3 separate regions of the Sus scrofa genome follow, and all the other regions are linked to region 1. The links are chromatin contacts, called in public Hi-C and promoter capture Hi-C maps. All regions are on one chromosome and are shown on one strand. Each heading gives the region's core, a stretch centred on a gene start, on an enhancer-like site or on the middle of the called end of the contact. The rest is flanking DNA. Distances are from core to core; before and after follow the strand shown.

What was found. Promoter capture Hi-C pulls out the DNA fragments that hold promoters and counts their contacts. Hi-C and Micro-C count contacts between places; a contact is called where the count stands out from the background.
Region 2: a contact with region 1 is called in a Hi-C map of epiblast stem cells, with 2.5 times the contacts expected there. The contact joins the promoter of INTS8 here to the promoter of C4H8orf37 in region 1. A contact is called at or near these places in 2 of 5 promoter capture datasets (fetal liver and liver), 8 of 47 Hi-C or Micro-C datasets (embryonic fibroblasts, epiblast stem cells, fetal heart ventricle and 4 more) and 2 of 2 datasets of contacts at active chromatin or transcription factors (alveolar macrophages and skeletal muscle).
Region 3: a promoter capture Hi-C map of liver shows a contact between it and region 1, with 2.4 times the contacts expected there. The contact joins the promoter of TP53INP1 here to the promoter of C4H8orf37 in region 1. A contact is called at or near these places in 1 of 5 promoter capture datasets (liver), 5 of 47 Hi-C or Micro-C datasets (brain, embryonic fibroblasts, heart right ventricle and 2 more) and 1 of 2 datasets of contacts at active chromatin or transcription factors (alveolar macrophages).

Annotation. Positions count from the first base shown.
Region 1 is chr4:41,371,949-41,375,452 of Sscrofa11.1, reverse strand. C4H8orf37 (protein C8orf37 homolog) reads right to left here and starts at 1,728. Exons shown (of 6, transcript XM_001924281.4): 1 at 1,531-1,728. The coding sequence starts at 1,685. It overlaps TRNAS-AGA (a tRNA gene), which reads right to left and starts at 2,247; the gene lies at 2,166-2,247.
Region 2 is chr4:41,877,304-41,880,807 of Sscrofa11.1, reverse strand. It overlaps INTS8 (integrator complex subunit 8), which reads left to right and starts at 1,951. Exons shown (of 28, transcript XM_003125559.5): 1 at 1,951-2,247. The coding sequence starts at 2,118.
Region 3 is chr4:41,745,689-41,749,192 of Sscrofa11.1, reverse strand. It overlaps TP53INP1 (tumor protein p53-inducible nuclear protein 1), which reads right to left and starts at 1,539. Exons shown (of 4, transcript XM_001925224.6): 1 at 1,266-1,539.

The DNA.
Region 1 (3,504 bases), core at 479-2,978:
ATGTAAACGGAGAATATGTGCACTTTAGTAACCCTTCCCATTCTGAGCAGGCTGCTCCAAGATATTCTACCCCTCTGCGCCAGTTCTCCTCCGATGAATAGGCTCCGGAAGGCTGTTTGAGAAAGTCTCTCCATTTCCCCAAAGCAATGAATAAAAAGTACAAAGAAATTGGTAGGTAATGCGGGATCAGGATGGCAGATGTGCTGGGAATGAGCCCATAAGGATGTCTAGCGCTCAAGATAATGATATTCAAATTAACGAGTCATCTTTGTACACAAAGTCAAATGGGCCCATTCAAAGCAGTCTAGCTTTTAGCTGGTTCTACATTTATTTTTTAGAGTGCTGCCCAGTACTTGACTAATTTTCAGAACTTCTGTTTCTGAACTTTAGACTCTTTCCAATGTTTTTATCTTCTGAGGGTGAATTTTTATAAACAAACAAATGTCATGAGAAGTAAATCTGGTAAACTGTGCAGCCAATGGTGTTGGGTAATACATCTGGGAAATTACACACAGGCACACAAAAACAAAACCAAACCCAGGAATACAGCCATAAATGAAAAAGAATGACTTTCTTGGGCTGTTCCAAAGCTGTCTCTGTGTAATTCCACAAGTGTTTCCAAGAGATTCAAGCAAGAGGTACTGCTCCCAAGCCATCACTTTGAAGGACAATACTTGTTCTGGCAAAACTTTTGGTTTTTTGGGGTTGAGGGGGAAATGAGATAAAGAAGACAGTCCTATTATTTTATAATTACACTAAAGAAAAATGACTGACAAATCCGAAAGATTTTTTTTTTTTTATCAAAACCGAAGACTTAAGGAAATTCTCCAAATTTCAATTTGGATGCCTCAGATCCTCTGGTACTCTGAGCTGGGGCCGTGGGTAGAAGGAAGGTGGTTAGGATTAATAAAGACAGTACCAATTACCAATAATTAAACCCTTTTATCATATATCTAATCTCATCTAATTCTCTGAGTTAAAAGAAATCAACTGATGATGGAACAGAATGGAAGCATTTTTTTTTTTCCCCAACAATCAGCCCAATGATTGCTTGCCTGAGGTACAGGGTCAGAGGCAAGATGATGAGGTTCTCCTTTGAGGTGGCGCCTCAAAAGAGGATGACAACAGCTCAGGCAAACGGAGGCCGGGTCACCGTGACCCCTCGGCGCTCAAGAAAGGGCGCCTAGGCTGCACCACCTGTACCCCATCGGAACCCCCTGGGATTTATCTGGGTGACAGAAACCGGGTGAAGCCTTGGGCTCTCAGAGACGAGGCATGGCCGGGGCCAGGTGTCGGGGTTTGCTCAGGGGCGGAGTCGGGCCTTGGGAAGAGATGACAGGATCCTCGAGGACAAGAAGTTAGAGTGTGTGCGGCCCTGGGAGCGGGCAATCAAGGGTCTGGTCCCTAACAGGGAGAGGAGCCGGCAGTCTCGGGCGAGGGGGTGCGTTCCTTAGGGTCCGGCGGCGGAGGGGTGGCTTTAGGGCCTGGAGCAGGCTTTACCAGAGCAGCCCACCCCTCCCGCCCGTTAACCTGAGAGTCTCTTTCTCCTCGGCTCGGCTCCGGTCGTTGCTGAGGACACCGCCGCCGCAGCCTCTGGGCCGCTCGACAATGCCCAGTCTCAGGGGGTCTGATCCGCAGAACTTGGACTCGACCTCATCCAAGAGCTCGTCCAGGTCCTTCGCCATCTTGAATTGTCACAGCCCTCCGCCTCTGCAGTTGCTATAGTACTGCGTGGTTTCCAGGGGCAACGCGAGGACACGCTGCGCGCGCTCGCCGTCCTCGCGCATGCGTGCGCTGTCCCAGGGCCGCCCGGGTCCCGGCGAGGCCGCAGCGCAAGAGCGCTGTCGTGGAAGGTCTAGTTGGGTTCCGGAGGCCCCGTGGCGCAGGCTTTCTGGTGGAGCTGGTGGTCGGAGCTGTTCCTTTCTGCGTAACCTGGCGCTGCCTCGCTTGTCTTTGTTCCAGGATGTCTGGAGTGTTTTGTTCCATCTCCCTCTCCTGGACTCAGGTTGTAACAACAGTCACACGACTCCCTGACTCTTTCATCTGCTCTTCTTCTGGCCCCATTGGGGGTCCCCCTCCTATCCTAAACGTTCATAAATAGTTCAAATAGTCTGTGGAGAAGCCTGCAAAAGGAAGGCCATGTTCATAGCAAAAGTGTACCTGCCCGTAGTCGGCAGGATTCGAACCTGCGCGGGGAGACCCCAATGGATTTCTAGTCCATCGCCTTAACCACTCGGCCACGACTACTGCTGGTGTTAATTTCAGCAGTGATCTATGTAGAATCTACACGCAAGTGTCTGCTGCAGTAACAGGTATGTTTGGTTCGCGAGTAAGACATAACAATGCTGTTCTGTCAGATAACAGCATGTTTGAATGTTTTGGGACTAATAATTGTAGTTTTTTGAAAGGCTCTTTGAGCGTGTCCCTTCCAACCCTTTGATTCCCCATCAGAAAAAAAACTGAATTCTAGTAAAATCGCTAAAGTTAGAGTCAGAAAACAGGACAGAGGGCGAAAAGCCTGGTACACCTGCCGGCAGAGTGATGGAACCGTTTCCAGGAGGGAACCGGGAACCTCAGTGCCCCCCAACGCCCAGCCTTCAGGTTTCCTTGCCTGGCTCCTGGCTGCTGGCTCCACCCCTCCCGCTCTCTCTTAGCCAAAGAGCTCCCAGACTGTCCCTGCCTTAAAAGCAGTACTTTGAAAAGTGTAATTCATGATACAAATGCAAGATATTGTCAGTTAATCCTACTCCTACAATATTATGCGCACTGAAACTTGAACTTTGAGTGTTTCTAATGTGGGATAATACAGAGGTTGACAACCTTGGAAACTGGCTATAGTTTGATCCGAATGAATTAATAGCCTCATTTATTTGGTTTGCTGTTTGTTCAGAATAACTTTAATGTCCCTGAAGTGGTGTGATGGAGTGAATGTGCCTGCTCACTAGAGCCCACCTCTGAAGTTTTGGGTGTTTTGGGAGCCAGTTGTTAAATGCAACCATTACTAAAATTAAATTAAAAAATAAATCAAACTATATAAACCCCACAATTAAATTAACCATATTAAAAAAAGCAATACTCAGAATTCACCACAGTCTAGTTATTTTCCTACATTTTACTATATTTTCTGCTGTTGAGATTATTTATATCTGTTGTATCTGAAATACTGTATAATGGCTTACTATTGTGAATTTCTTCTTAACTTGGCATTCAGTGATGTCAGCTTGAAATCAGCCTTTCTGGATATATTTACACCAGGGAAATTGCAGAAGCTACAAACATGGTTTTTTTTTTTTTTTTTCCTAGAGCTGGTTTTCAAACACTTACCCAGCACACCACTAATGTTACCATCATACCAACCTTGAATGTTTCCAGCAAGGCAACATACCCCTTACTTGCAGGGCTGCCCTGGTTTTTCTCCCTGCAACTTGTTTTAGCTCACAGAATCGCACTGATTTCCCACTCAGTAGCTTAAGTTTTACTTTGATTTTTGCCAACTTGTCTTGC
Region 2 (3,504 bases), core at 702-3,201, 510 kb before region 1:
TTTTTTTTTTTGTCTTTTTGCCTTTTCTTGAGCTGCTCCCATGGCATATGGAGGTTCCCAGGCTAGGGGCTGAATCAGAGCTGCAGCCATCGGCCTACACCACAGCAACGTGGGATCCAAGTCACGTCTGCAACCCACACCATAGCTCATGGCAATGCCGGACCCTTAACCCACTGGCAAGGCCAGAGATCGAACCTACAACCTCATGGTTCCTGGTCGGATTTGTTAACCACTGCGCCATGACGGAAACTCCTAAATTTGTTGTTTAGAAGCCATCCAGTCTATGGTGCTTTATTATAGCAATCTGAACTAATTAAGGCAATGCATAAAGTGCTTAACTCAGTGCCCATAGATAGTGAATTTACAATGAGCATTTGCTAGTAAATATTAACTATTATTTTTAGGTACACTAATCATGCCTGTTATAACGCTCAGTGCCCACTGGACATTTCCATTTCAACACCTCACAGGGTGTGCACAGTCAACATTTCCAACCTGAATTTCAAACCTGCCCCCTAGCTCTTCCCTGTACTGACAGACGATGGAGACATAGACCATTCACCCTGTCACTGGCGTTAGAAACATAAGAGCCATTCATTTTCCCTTAAGCTTTTTATGCCCAACTAGTGGGTGTATAAAACAAGCCAAATTTTCCATGAAAGTAACTATGTAATCTTCCTGTTGATGTTTTATTAATTTAGGTCCTCATGATTTTACTAGTCTAATACATGGTTTCCAAACTGTGTTCTTTAGAGTCTAGGACAGAGTTTCATGAGTCAGAAGAGTGACCCAAGGATGGTTTTTACAGTGAGAAAAGGACTGAGAACAGGACTCTGGGGAACATCAGAATGAAAGAGGCAGGGCAAACTCTAGAAAGAGTATTGTGCAGGAAGAGAATAAGACAATGGTTGCCATTGAAGCACTGATCTACTTCCACTTATGGAGGAGCTACTTCCACTTATTTTTCCTAGAACTTCAAAGCTTTACTTTTTCATTCTGGAAGCCATTGAACTTATCTTCTCTATCCAGTGTTATCGGCCTGAGTAAGTGCAGTGGAAAGACCATCAAAGGCTCAACTTAGTCCCTTGTTTGTTGGGAAACTTTGGACAAATGATCGAACCTGGAACCTTAGTGTCTTCACTGGTTAAAAGACGTATTATGAGGTTGTTTACAGGAGAAAACAAGAATCATGTATATGAAAAAAGCACTATATATTAGCTAACATCTGCCCATGTTTCTAGACATGAGGCCTTGTTTAAAAAGATTACCTGTATTATCAAGTTCTTCCTTAAATTCTTTTCTCAACCCTAAGATTAGGCACTATTATAATTAAGGTTCCGAGAGGCTATAATTTGCACTAATATAGATCGTGTATATAGTCTATGAATTCACTTTTTAAAAAAAACCTTTGTTAATAAAAAGCGCATTACAGAATGGGGGTATATGAAAAATGGGGTTAAAACAATATCTCTAGCTGAGATATCAAGAAAATTAGGCGTTAAATATTGAGTGCTAGTCCTGAGAAACAGCAGAAAAGCTGGATCTCGGGGGTCCGTCAGCTGTCCGAGAAAGGGGGTGGGAACGCTGTTGGCCAAGACCAATAGGGCACATCTGTTGAGAGGACCTAAGTGGGAGGAAATCTTAGCAATGGAAATGGGAAAATTGAAAGCACCGAAAACAAACTTTGCATAGATCACAGTTTCAACCTGCAGTGCTCACTGCCTTTTCCTCAGACGCTGAGAGGCCTATTAATAAGGCTGTTCGTTTCTCTCGCTGAGAATCTCCCAGGGTACCGGGAAAACCCAACCTGCGACCCAACTTATTCTCAAACCATCTCCCATAGCAACCGGAAGGAGGCGTGGTCTGGGGACAGGTACCGCCCTCTTTCTTCAACTCGAACAAGGATTGGCCTGGAGGCGCGGCTGTGGCGCCGGAAGGCGGATCCCGGAGTCCCAGCTACGGCTGGGCTGTGCCGCCATTTTGGATTGTGTGGGTTTCTGGGAAGTTCCGAGTGTTCCTCACACCCCGCGGTTCCGCAGATCACAGGCCCGGGCCCGCGTCCGAGTGTCAGGTTGGAGCCAGGAAGCGTCCCTGGGGGTAGCGGCGGCGGGGGCAGGATGAGCGCGGAGGCGGCGGACCGGGAGGCGGCCACCTCCAGCCGGCCCTGCACCCCGCCGCAAACGTGCTGGTTCGAGTTCTTGCTGGAGGAGTCGCTGCTGGAGAAACATCTGCGCAAGCCCTGCCCGGGTAAGCGCGGCGCCGGCAGCCCGAAGGGAGCGAGACCCGGCCACCGGCGCTGTCCGTGCGGCTCTCACCACCCCGCGCCTTCTCGGCCACGAACCTGTGACCCGGGAGGCGGGGACCAGAGCGGAGCTTTGGCGCGGCCCGCTTAGCTAAGCATTAAACATTCTAGTGCGGGGGCATCGAAGTGGGAGGCCAATGAAAAGGGCAACCCAAAGGCCCTTCCGCATCCCCTTTTACTGTTTGGGTTTTTTTTTTTTAAGTCACCTGCCAGATGGTATAGTGAAAGTTACTTGGGTTAGGAAGGCTGGCTCTTGACAGAACCCGGGACAATTTGGGGAGATGGAGAGAAATCAGCTATTTTGGGTCAGACCCTGATGCCAGGATATATAGTTAACTATTATTAATATATAATTTATGTTAAATATAATTAATATATAATTTATATTACATGTGTATATATGTATTTCAAATTTGGTCTCTGAATCAAAAACGAAGAAATCTTTGAAAGCAGGAACTGCTTTACTTTACAAGATGGTTATTGTATAATGATGATCATGATTAATATCCCAGTTAATGAGTGCTGTTAGGGAAGGTGGAAAACGCCAGGCATTTCTGGAAAGAGGTACCAGCATGAGAAGGTAAGCTCCTGGATGATATTTTGCTGATGAAATTTGAATTCAGATGTGGCTTGTTCAGTCTAATAGCCTGGTCTTAACTGGTGGAGACTACTGTACTTCACTTGGGCAGTTTTACCGCCTATATTATATTGTGTTCTTTGAATTGGTTGCTTTTGACTAACGTTTGTTGAGTGTTTCTGGATGTCAGGCATTAGTCTTAATGCTTCACATATGTTATTTCTTTTTTTCTGTCTTTTGTCTTTTTAGGGCCATACCCGCAGCATATGGAGGTTCCCAGGCTAAGGGTCAAATCGGAGTTCCAGCTGCTGGCCTATGCCACAGCAATGCAGGATCTGAACCAAGTCTGCCATCTACACCACAGCTCAGGGCAACGTCTGATCCTTAACCCACTGAGCAAGGCCAGGGATTGAACCGTGTCCTCATGGATGCTAGTCAGGTCATTAGCCACTGAGCCAGGTGTTATCCTGTGAGGTAGGTGGTGTTATCCTCTATTTTGCATGGAGATAAATGGGTTTGTAGAGGTAACTTGAGGCAGGTCTCACTAATTAGTTAACAGTTCTAACAATGGCATCTCTTTCCTTTAATTGACATTGGTTATTTGTTGAACTGGAAATCTATAGCC
Region 3 (3,504 bases), core at 290-2,789, 370 kb before region 1:
GTCATGGAAATTAGTAAGGTCCTGATTCCAAGCAGGAGTCTTAGACAATTATGCTGCTGGTTCAGGATTATAGTGGCTGTGATTTAAAACCAAACGCTTCCCAGGAATTTTCACATTTGCAATGAAAAAATACATTTCACTTAGCAAACAAGTGATTTGAAGATCTTGGGGCACCTGATTATTAACTGTTCACTTTCCATTCCCCTTTCCCCAAACTACTTTGTATTCAGAAAAGGCTCTTTTCTGAATGATGGAAGTGGCGTGGGGGGGGGGTGTCCCTATCTACTCTAAATTGGAATTAACTCAGAAGATAATGAGCAGATGTAATTAGGAAATACAATAAAAATAAGGAATCCCCACATAAAATTCATCTGCAACTACTAAAAAGAAACACCATGTCCTTTTAACTGGCTGTGTGGCCTTGAGTAGGTTACTTAATCTCTCTGGGGCCTCAAATTTCCTATCCATAAGATAATATAGCCTACTTCATAGGATTACTGTGGCAATCAATTGGGATAAGGCAGGTTAAGCCCTTCACAGTATATGGCACATAATAAGCACTCAATCAGCGGGAGTGATCAAAACGATGAGGATTTTAATTCTGATGGGCAAGTAAACTCTTTCCACAGGTGCAACCTCAAAAGGTGATGTGTAAGGTCAGGCAGGGTCAAGGGACACGCAAAGGACAGGAGGACCCTAAGGTCTCCAGGTAAGATTCCCGGAGCCGCTGCACTACCGAGCGCGACCCAGCGCTGGGAGGGTTGCTGGCGGGGCGGCGGCCGCAGCGCCGCGGAACTGGAGAGCTACGTCCCCGGGCGGCGGCCGCGTTCGCTCCTCCGGACCCCGGGGCTCCGAAGCCGAGTCCCAAGCGGACAGCCCCCGTCCGACAGCGGAGGGCAGGAGGAGGAGGAGGAGATGTGGAAGGGAGTAAGGAGGAGGAGGAGGAGGAGAGAGGAGGTCCCGCCGAGGCCAAGAAAACAGGCCACGCTCGGGGGAGGAGGCAGAAACCAAACACCCAACCGCCGCCCCACGCCCGGGCTTGGCCGGTCCATGTCCGCACGGCCGCCTCCTCCCGCACCCCAGGTCCGCCGAGGGTCCACCGAGGGGGTGGGCGTCCAGCCCGCGGAGGCTGCAGAGGCAGCGAAGGCCGGGAGCGCACCGACGGCTGCTCGCGAGCCGGCCCGAGGGCAGGGCGCGCGGACCAGGCAGCGCAGCGGGGCGGCGGGGAGCAGGCGGCCCTGGACGCCGGCCCCGCCCGCACTTACTTGGGCCCGACCTGCGGCGGGACGGCGGCGAAGGCAGCGGGCACCCGGCTTGGCGGGGCTCGGCGGGGACCGGCGCGCTGGCGGTTCGGGGCGGCTGAGGTAGCTGCGGCTCCCGGACGACGGGCGCGGGGCTCGGGGCCGGTCCAGCCTTCCTGTGGCCACACCGCTGGCCGCCGCCGGCCCGTCTCGCTCCTTTTGTTGTTGTGCAGCCTCGGAACAGCTGATCAGCCGCTGCGCCCGCCCGGCCGCCCCGCCCCGGGGCCGCGCCAGCCCCGGCCCACCAATCGGCGGCGCTGGGGCCCCGGGGCCGCCCTGCGAGAGGTTGTCACTAACGCACGTGACCTGGCGCCCAGCCGGCCGACGCTCTTGAGTTAGAAACAAGCCCGGGCAACAAAGCCCGGGCGCCGATGGGAGAGTAGGGGGGCGAGCGGAAGGGAGGGAGCAGGGGTGGGGGTGCGATGGGGGCTGGCACTGGGGCGACTGGGAGAGAACAGAGGAAGGGCTGGGGCTGAACCGAAATGGGAACCTGCAGGAGTGTGAAGACAACTGGAACCGATGGGCGAGAGGAAGAGCCCTGACCTCAGCTGACCCTTTGGCCAAGTGAGAGGCCGAGTGTTTGGGGTACAAAGGCTCACAAAGCTTTTTTTGCTGTGAGGGGAAAATCAGGGACGTTGAGAGTGATGGAGACGAAGATCCCAAGAGACCACTTCAGGCCAGTATACGGGTAAAATCGTGGACGTGGTGCTAAGGCAGGGCCACCTAACCTTTTGGCCTTCTTTGGAAGGAAAGTTTAGATTCAGGTATAGGAATGCCGCCCACCCAATATCTTTTTTTTTTTTTTTTCTTTTTAGGGCCACATCCATGGGGCATATGGAAATTCCCTGGTTAGGGGTCAAATTGGGGCTACAGCTGCCAGTCTACACCACAGCCACAGCAATGCAGAATCGCCGACCCACTGAGCGAGGCCAGGGATTGAACCCACATCCTCATGATGTGGATTTAATTCCACTGTGTCACAACAGGAACTCCCCAACCTTCTTTTTAGGACAAGGAGCCAGGCCCCATCTCGCTGTGGTAACTGATACTGGGACCTGACTGAACTGGCCCACAGGCTCAAGATTCAACCTACAGGCGGGCTCACTATTTATAGTGAGAAGAAAATAAGACAGTGGGCTTGAAAATACTTTCCAAACCAAAGCTGTGTACATATGTTGATGGATTAACTGTCTGGCCAAGGCAAGGAAGTTATTTTGATGTATCTCCACTCTTATGGTGGATCTTGTTTGGCCTGAGATGTGGTTCCCAAGGTTAAATTTATATACCCTCAACAGGTGTCTGATACATTACAGTATTCTGAAAGACTCACATTCTGGCCCTCACAAACATCCTGTCATCAATCTGTTTCCAACAATCCTGGTTTTAAAGGGTGAAAATCAAAGTACAGGGGATTGTCTGACCCCCAAGAGTAATAACTGTAATTCGAGGGCCATTCTCAGAAAGTAGAACAAGACTTTAACTTGGATTTTAGTTTTTTTGGCAAACGAGGCTCATCCTAATATATCCTCTCAAGTGTCATTACTACATTAGGAGCCCCATAGTCTCTTGTTTCTTCTTAGGAATTCATGGAGAGATCATCTTCCCATTCAGAATCAAGGCATGATGATCCTTTTAAGGCTCTAATTTTTTTTCTTTTTTCTTTTTAGGGCCGCACCTGTGGTATATGAAAGTTCCCAGGCTAGGGGGTTGAATCAGAGCTGTAACCGTCGGCCTGTGCCAGAGCCACAGCAATGCCAGATCTGAGCCACCTCTGTGACCTACACCACAGCTCATGGCAACACTGGATCCTCAACCCATTGAGCGAGGCCAGGGATTGAACCTGGGTCCTCATGGCAATGAGTTGTGTTCATTACTGCTGAGCCACGACGGGAACTCCAAGGCTTTTAAAAGGTCACATTAAGACCTACCTTCGTCCACCTTGATAAGATTAAAGGCAAAATGTGAAAGTATACAATTCCTTGTTATGATAGAGAAAGCAATGCAATGTAAGATGATGTTTCTGAAGATGGTCACAACAGCATCTCCTTTGTCATGAAGTGAAGTCTCTTTTTTTTTTTATTCCCTTTGAATCTGGGTTGGCCCTGTGACTGCTTTGACCAATAGAATGTGGCAAAAATAATTCCCTAGGTCTTCCAAGACCAGACCTTAAGCAAGCCTGACAGCTTCTGCTTTGTACTGTGGG